Regions from separate parts of the Anas platyrhynchos genome. Here region 1 is linked to region 2. Evidence: chromatin contacts called from public Hi-C data. All regions are on one chromosome and are shown on one strand. Each heading gives the region's core, a stretch centred on a gene start, on an enhancer-like site or on the middle of the called end of the contact. The rest is flanking DNA. Distances are from core to core; before and after follow the strand shown. Region 1 has its middle 14 kb from the start of TRNAE-UUC. Region 2 holds the start of ASRGL1 (asparaginase and isoaspartyl peptidase 1).

The links. A called contact is a pair of places that touch in the nucleus more often than the background predicts.
Region 1: a Hi-C map of subcutaneous adipose tissue shows a contact between it and region 2, with 2.2 times the contacts expected there. The contact joins the enhancer-like site here to the promoter of ASRGL1 in region 2. A contact is called at or near these places in 3 of 8 Hi-C or Micro-C datasets (liver, skeletal muscle and subcutaneous adipose tissue).

What each region holds. Positions count from the first base shown.
Region 1 is chr3:89,643,610-89,647,880 of IASCAAS_PekinDuck_T2T, forward strand. No RefSeq gene overlaps it. Among named protein-coding and RNA genes, the nearest start is that of TRNAE-UUC, 14 kb to the right of the region's middle. Within about 2 kb of position 1,937, at least 1 of the 8 cell types and tissues checked has an H3K27ac peak or open chromatin away from gene starts, as enhancers often do. A contact at or near this core is called in subcutaneous adipose tissue, where this site is marked.
Region 2 is chr3:89,582,014-89,586,419 of IASCAAS_PekinDuck_T2T, forward strand. It overlaps ASRGL1 (asparaginase and isoaspartyl peptidase 1), which reads left to right and starts at 1,963. Exons shown (of 7, transcript XM_027455017.3): 1 at 1,963-2,120; 2 at 3,123-3,369. The coding sequence starts at 3,183.

The DNA.
Region 1 (4,271 bases), core at 687-3,186, 62 kb after region 2:
GTCAGTAGCTGCAACCTAAAAGAGAGAACAGGGTATTTCTAGCTGGAAATGTGTGTCAGGATAGGTGAGAAAGTAGGCATCACTGCTTTTTCATCTCACCACAAGGCAGATACAGGCTCTCTAGTTATTTTGTGTGACCTCTTAGCAAACAGCCCATGTGGCCCTTGCTTTCTGGTTTGTGCTCAGTGCATAGGCTAAAACTGGGATATTGCTGAACCCCGTGTAATGCTCCAGTTCTTCAGATAAGATCCATAGATTTTCAGTGCTGGTCAAAAATATCTGCAGAAAGGAAGTGCCCGAGCTGCTCACATCCCTTTCTTCTCCCTGTAATACTTGGCAGGCTTTCACTGAGCTTGGTCAGGAAGTTAATATGGTGTGGTAGTTGGAGAGGTCACTTCCATCGAGCAATCTGAAACACTAGCTGCTTGCTCTCATCTTCAGCCAGGAAGGCCGCAGAGAGGACTGTAGGCAGTCACTTGAGTTTTATGTTTAATTTTTTTTTTCCCTTTGGTGCTTCTAAGATTTCCTGGTGTTGTAAGAACTCAGAAAAGCAAACTAAGCTTTCCTCCACTGGATGGCTGGGGCTAGAAGGGATTTGCTGTGAATCGCTTGTTCTGAGAAGCAGCCCACTAAGCTTTTGCACCAGGGCGAAGCTGAGCTATGGAGGTGAGTGGCACCAGTCCAGGTTAACACCGTGATTCCCGGCCCTGACTAGGGCAACAGGATGCAATTTAGCAGCCCCTATGCAGGAGGAGGCATGGAAATTTTTAAAAATATTTCCATCGCCAGGCTATTAACTTATGAAAAATCTTATGCCGGGGCCTGTCTCTGCCCTTATCTTCTACTGCTGACCCTCGAGTTTCTTCCTTTCAGCTGCTCAGATGCACCCTGAAGGCCTGTGCTGCCTGAGAGGCAGCTGGGGCTGCCACAGGCATCAGCTGCGTCACAGCACTGGGGGAGAGGGAGAAATAACAGCAACCATGATGTGTATTTCTCATACACCTCCTTGCCTCCTATTGTAAATTGACCTTATGATGTTACAAGTTCGAATCGTAGGCAAAATGCATGCTGAGAGCAGCCTTCTGCTCCTTCCCTGGGTTAGTAGCAAAGAGACTGCAAACACTTCAATTACCAAGTGGACTGACTGGGTTTTCCAAAAGTTATAATTCTCATGAACTCTGTGAAGCTAGGAGTTTATATTTATATATCCTACTCCCGGATTATAGTTGTCTGTATTTATTTGTATAAGCATGGGGTACAGCGTGTACTATTTGATGTACTATTTTTGATGCTCGCTGTATTGTTCCACTTCCTTCAAATAAATAAAATTAAAAATAGGCTAATATTTCACAGCACGTTGAGTGGTGAAAGGTCGATGCTAATTAAGTATCATTGTCAAAGTGCGTGTATGGAGACCTACAGGTGACACCGAATCTTTGTCAAATAAATACTTCAGCTATACCCCGTCTTCAGTTTGCCCAAACTTAGCAAAAATATTGTTTCAGCGTTAAAAAAAAAAAAAAAAAAATGAAATTCCCAAACCGCAGTGATAAAGCATTCCTTTATTTTATACTGGCACTACTTGGGCCTTGCATTTGTCTGTGTGTAAGGCAGCAAGAGGAGGAGAGGTGGGATGGAAATAGAGAACTGTTGCTAAATTGGTACCTTTCAGTTCCTTTGTTCAGCATAAGATTTACTTTAACCACAGTAAAATAGATGTGGTTTTTAAAGAAGCCGCTGTTTGAAATGACTAAAAATGCATCAACATTTGACTAATGTGCAATTTACTGCTTTTTCATGGAAATTTTTTTCTCTTTTGCTTCAAACTTTTTTGTTGCACAGTATCAGAAACTCTATCGGTGGCAGTGCCGTTTGTGTAAACACCGTCCGCGGGCTGGCTCCAGGGCTGTGTTTGTTCAGAGAGCTAGCCGGGAGACTCCCTTCCAACAGAGGAAATGGGCTGATGCGTACGAGCTCTCGCTTGGGATTGTTCACATCCCCAGAAGCTGTATCCTCTGCAGGAAAAAAACGGGCTTGGACCCGTGCCACGGCGTGGCCGCGATGTTAATGAGTGGGAGAAGCCATGTGTTCGTCGCCTGCCGCAGCAGCAAGCTGCTGATTCGGGGAAGGGGTGAGGAAACAAAAAGTAGGCTTGGATGAGATAGAAATGTGGCACTTAATCCTCTTCTAACTGCATGCAGCGTGCCCAGTGTTGTGTTGCAGGCGGTGGGGTGAGGGACGCGGAGCTATTGAGCGTACCTGAAATCTATGCGGCGGGAAGACCCAGATCAAATGGGATCTGGATCCAAGCCTCGTTGCAAGCACGTTGTCGTTGCCAAACAGAAACCTCAGCTGGGTTTCTGAAGCCCTGCTTGTTTTCATCTCGCAGCAACTGTTGTTTAATACAGATGAGCAACTTGATCTTCTTGGGTTGCTCACATACCATAGTGATGAGCCTCACCGAAATACTAATAAAGTTTTAAACCTACAGCCTGCTTAGGAGAATATAAAATAAGTCCAGGTGAGTTTTGCTACCATCCTTCTCTTAAAGTAGGGAGTTGAAATCCTTTTCTCAGTATGCCTATTGCTGCTCTTAACTTTCATTGGTCTTACTAGTTTGGCAGCCCAGGCCTAAAACGAGAGTTGCTTTTACTGCCAAGCTGAATGATTTCATAAGCAGTCAGCTTGGTGTTAAACGTGACCATCCCTGGGAGGATTTTGGGCGCAGGGTGGTCTCTGCGAGCTCCCTGTTGTGGCCATGGGTGGCAGCGGCAGGGTGGTGGCCGTGGGCCCGGTGCTCCAGGGGTGCCAGAGGCCTCTCGCACCAGGGCTGTGAAGGGAGGCTCTGGAGCTCTACCTCGCACTTCTGTTCAGATGCAGGGTTGAGGAAAAGCACAAATGCAGCTCAATAGAAACTAACATGGGGGGTAGAGGCTGGCATCGTGTGGTGCCTGGAGGTGGAGGGGGAAAGATGGGCGTGGACCATGACAGGCCTAGACCGTGGCGGTAGCTGCTGTTTGGTTCAGTGAGAAGGGGTAGCTGTAAGAGGATATAAAGGACACTTCTCAGTGATTTCTCAGGCTGTTTTTACTGGCAGGAGCTTTCTGAATGTGTAACAGTCACAGCAAGACTTTTGCCTTTCCTGAATTTAGAGAGTATTGCGTAAAAGTGAATCTGGAAGAGGAAGAGACCCTGGATGAGACAAATGTCAGGAGCAGCTGAGAGGGCTGCAATTGAGCTTTTGATCGTAAGGAATCTGCAAGACTGGGTGGTTGGCTGGGTCTGTAGAGTTTCTGTATTGATGAGGTGTTTGAGTTGGCAGCCCTGCTTTTCTTGAGCAGTGATGGAGAGGTGAAGAAAGATTTCATATGTACAGAGGGACAGATTTGGAGTAGAGGTGCTTCTCTGGACCGTGTTCACAAAGGTGGCATTTTTTTTCTTTAATCGCAAAGTAGATTACCCAAAGACTAGATGTCCAGATGGCCTTTTCAGGATCTCCACTTTAAAAACAAGTGGAAGGCCTTCTGATAGGGAAGAAGGAGAAGACTGTATATGTATAAAGCAGGCTAGGTCTGGGCTATCAAAGAAAGGATGATTGACAGCTCAAAATGCGTAGGGATGGAATAGTGCAAATATCTCTGCCCTTGGCAAGAACACTACAAACTGAGCTAACCGAAAGATCTAGGATGGAAATAGAAAAGTGGAACTTGAGGCAACTACTGTGCTCAGAGATTAAATGAAAATCCGGGAAGTGAATGAAGAGGTGAGGAGACTGAAGGATTTAGAGCGTAGGAAAAACATCCGAAGCATAGGAATTCCCTAATACTGGTAAATGCGTACTTGGCTCTAAAACTTGCTTGTGAATCCTTAAAAAAGGGATATAATGAAAACAAAATCTATTTTAGCATGGCTACAGTAACCGTAAGTGTTAATAATAAGAACAGTTTTTGCTGTTCTTATTCAACAAAATTCAGAGCAAAATTCAACATTTACTCTGTGAATTTTTGTAGCAGTCTTGTAGGGTCAGTTCTTCTTTCCCCTGTTGGTGTAAGTCTCTCAAGCGTTGTGCCAAACCTCAGCTCTGGTTTTTATGAATCTACTTGGCCACATAAAAATGACAAAATTTCAGATTGGCAATCTCTCCTCTCAAAAGCATCTTTATCTTGAACTTTTTTTTTGGTAGAGGGGAAAAAAAATGCATCCATCATACTCCATCTGCTCTGTCATGCAAATACTGCCTTGTCACTACTGAAAGGCCAGCCTGTCTCAAA
Region 2 (4,406 bases), core at 713-3,212:
TTAAAAAAAATACTTTTCAGCAAGTTCTGTGGGGTTTTAAGGCATTTCTTTATATAGAATGTCATTAACTTCTATGGAACTTTTTCATCAGCGTACTTGCTTGCTCTGCCTAACTCATCTCTTCAATATGCAGTATTTTTCTAATTATACTAATAAACATCCTATTCCTAAAAAAGGGTTTAAAAGACCACTATCTCCCAGTGAAATAGGCGGGAAGCAGTTCAGTGCTGACTCGTAAGGAATGATGTATGAAACAATTGCCTTTACCTTACTGGCTACCCAGACATTTTTGGTGGCCCTCTCCCTCTGCTGTTCCAATGCTAATTTGGAAACTGATTGTGACTCAGTTAAAAAAATAAATAAAAATGATTTGACCACTGCAGCAAAGAAGGTGGCTAAAGAAAGCTTAGGGTAGAAAACTGATGTAAAAACAGAGTATGCCAGTTCTATCAGGTGACATACTTGCTTTGTTGAGTCATGACAATGTTAGACTAATATTAATATTTCAATTTAATGTTATTATATAAATTTTGTGTTCAGCTGTCCATGCAAGCAATTGAAATAATTCTTCTAAAGTATTTCATTCAATTAGTATCAGTTTCCTGTTTTGACACTACCTCTGAAAGCAAGATAAAATATTCTATTAAAAAAGAGGTACTCTCAAATAATTCACATTCAAAATTTAAATTCCTCTTTGTTAATCCTATCAGTGACAATGAAAAACCATCCAGTGTAGTTCCTTTTAATTACACCATGCTAATTCATTTTAAACCAACGTTCAGAATCAAAACAGATCTTCAATTGAGTGACTGCACACTGCCATAAATCCTTGTTCTTCAGCACAGTCACGTCAACTCAACTCCTTGTGTGTCCAGAGTAGGCTGCATTTACTGCTGTCTCCAGAACCTAGCGTGAAATGAAAAATAGTAGAAAAACGTGAAGAGGTGGTGAACTAAACGGAAATGGTGAAGCAAGGCAGCTGGCTGCAGTCAGGTATAGGGTTTGCATAAATTCGGAGAAATTCTTATGTTTTTTTGCCATAAAGGTAAGAAACTATGATTTTATTTTTTTTTTTCAGTTAACTTTTTCATTGCATTTTTCAAGTATTTTTCTTATTTTTATTTTCCAGGAAGAATTTTTCAAGTTCCTCTTTTTATAGCAAGCAACTATGTGTTCCATCAGCAGCCTATTATAAAAAAAAAAAAAAAAAAAAAAAGGCAAACTTATCTCCTGTCTTAGTTATCTATTTCGAATCTGAATGGATATATACAGTTTATTGTCACTTGGTCTCTTTCAGCTTGAAGACTCAGATTCCTTAGGTCTCACTACACCTTCCAGTGTCAGTTTATGTACACTATTCAGTTTGTGTTTTGGGGATGAATAATCCCAGCTTGTTTAAAAGAGCAGAAGGCAGGGCGGATGCCATGTATTGTTGGGTTTTGATTTGGAAAAGAGGTGTCATTTTTCTAATCTAACTTAAGGAGAAACCAAGCGGCAGTGAGTGATGAGGAAATTAAAGGTGGTGTAACATCTGATAGGAGAAGGTACATCACTGAGAAGAAATAAAAGCGGTTATCGTCTCATCGTGAACAAACTGGCTGGTCCTGCACTGGGCACATCAGTGTACTCCGGGACACGTCACCTGCTGGAAGAAGCCATGCTCCCTGGCTGTTCCTTCTGATTTTTGTAGAAATGTCACCTCTGCGCACCTGTGTGCAGGCATTTCTCCCACACCACACTGAGCCCTTTTCTGAGGCGGGGGTGAGGAAGGGACCGCTCATTTCCATCACCGGTGACAAACTGGGCTGTGGGGACACAAATTTACAGAGCTGGGAGCCAGAGCAACATCTCTGGCGTTTATACTCCCACATACACCCTTATTCTGCCAACACACACAGCACCACCGCCGAGCCTAAAGCCACCGGGCGCCGGGCGCGCAGGGGGCAGAGGGCGGCCGCCATCTTAGCGGCGGGCAGCCCTCAGGCGGCGGGGGGCGCCATGTCGGGGAGGGAACCGCCCGCTCGCCGCCACCGCTGCGGGCTGCGCTAGGGGACGGGACGGGACGGGACGGGACGGGGGCCACACGGGGGGGCCGAGCCCTTCCCTCGCTCTCCACAAGGGTGGGTGAGGCTGGATGGACGCGGAGGAGCCGGCTCGGGGCGTGGGGGCGGCCGGGGAGAGCCCCCGCCGGGCTCCTCCCTTGTGGGCGGCAGGAGCCGGAGCCCCGCGGAGGGCCGAGCGCGGCTGGCGGCGAAATAAAAACGCTTCCCAAGAGGGAGGCCTCGCTTACGTGGTGGGCTCCAGTGAAAAGGGAGAGTTTTCTGCCCCGTCTGGGGTTACAGGGCCCAAATAGGGTGGGCTGTGGGGGCTATGGGGTGCGGGCGGCCGGGGTAACGTCCGGAGGGTGTGCAGGTACAGTGAGGGAAAAGCAGCTGGATATCATTTTCCACAATTTATAAAAATCCAGGGCCTAGGAATCGTTTAATTGGAGGGTGCATCCCTTCCTGCCCTAGCTTTCGGCAGGAGGTGAAGCTCCGGTTCCTTTGCGCCCCAGGAGGTGTAAGCGGTGCTGTTTTCCTCGTGAGAAGTGGCAATAAAAGAGCTAACCACCAGGTCTAAACGCTTCGTTTTGCTGCCCAAAGTGCAACGTTTTGCAAGAGGTCAGAGGTTTGGCACCTGGGCAGCAGAGTTATGCTGCTAACAGGGGTCAGTGGCTTCATCTCTGGTTATATTATTGCACCTGAAGAACAGGATTACTTATCTAACGAGCAGCTTGCAGCACTGAGACACCGATGCTTGTTGCTGTATAACTTGTAAAATAATAAGATCGCCAGACAGGCTTCGTGCTGAATCATGAGATCGTAGCGTACCTTTGCTTGAAAGGGGCCTACAGAGGTCACCCAGCCCAGCTAGAAGCAGAACTGAGCTCAGGGGTGTGCCAAGTTGCTTGGGGGCTCCTCCGGTTGGAACTTGAATATCTTGTAGGAGCTCCTTTGCCTGTGTGCTCAGCTTCCTGAGAGGTAAAAGCATTGAGGTCAAACTAAGCGTATTGTAACTTTTCTGCAGGGCGCTTTCCTTGTGTAGAAGGGAACAAATGCTAAATGCTGTTCTTCCCGAAGCAGGCTGATTAAGAGCAACCTGTTGGCGCAGCTGAAAGCCTTGGAAGGAATTTGGCCTTCAGGATGAAGCCTGTCATCGTGGTGCATGGTGGAGCTGGCCGGATCTTCAAAGAACGAGAACAGGGCTGTCGTACTGGTGTTATCAGAGCTGCACTGCAAGGCTACAGCATCCTGAAACAAGGAGGCAGTGCCTTAGATGCAGTTGAGGAGGCAGTGCGATCAATGGAAGATAATCCTCATTTTAATGCAGGTAATTTTTCACGAAGTAAATTGGCATATAATCAGTGTGTACGTTCACTATTTTGTCCTGATCATTCTGAAAATACTGGTTTGCTATCCCTTTGGAGTAAATATTGGTGTCAGCAAGTAGTATTTATCAGTATAATAAAAGAGCATTCTATGTGCCACAGTTTCTTGTGAGCACACTTGGGCAGACAAGTTACTCTTTCCTGTTTTTCAGCGTTTTGTACCTGCCAATTCATTCTTGTGCTCCAGTTATCACTGTTCTGTAAATCTTAGCTCGTTGCTGTGATGTCTCTGTAGTTTTAAGACCCAGACTCTTTAATGGAATGTATGCTCGGTTAGTACTCATATTTAAGTCACTTGAACGGAACCCACAGTGATATTTAAGCCTTAATGCTTGACCTTTACGTATTGCTAAAGGAAGACAGTTTCGGTGGATTTTAGGAGTTTTTCTTTTAGTTATTGCTTGTAATTAGTGCTTTCATAAATAGTATTACAAAAGTCACACTCTGCTGGTATATGAGTCATAAATTTATACAGTAGGGGTTTACAACTGAATTTCCTAGCAATTAATGTTAATTAATGTTAATGTTAGTTAATAGTCCGTATCATATAACCTCAAATTTATTACTTAGATGCATTTCAGTGAAAATATTTCACCATCCCCACCAAGGTATGTCAGGAATGAACACAGGCAGAAAGACCTGTCAAAGTTCAGTATTTCAGATGATGTACCTGTTTGTTATGTGGTTGCTTAATTTGCAGAGATTCACACATTCCTTCTGACCTTGTAATTGCAAATGAGGGAAAAACTTAATATGAAACTTTTCAGTGTTTTGTTACTGACTTGGGCTGACCTTCTTGATTTTCAGAGGTTTCAAACTGAACAAATGAAGCAGACTTAGAGGTGCGGTGTGTGTTATGAAGCTGTTGTATAATTAACGTCAGGCTGGTGTTCTCTCATTTAACTTTTACTTCTCTTCACTTGCTCTCTAAATCAGTCACTAATCTTTAGGACTTTGTTTTGCTCAGGTCAGTAAATCA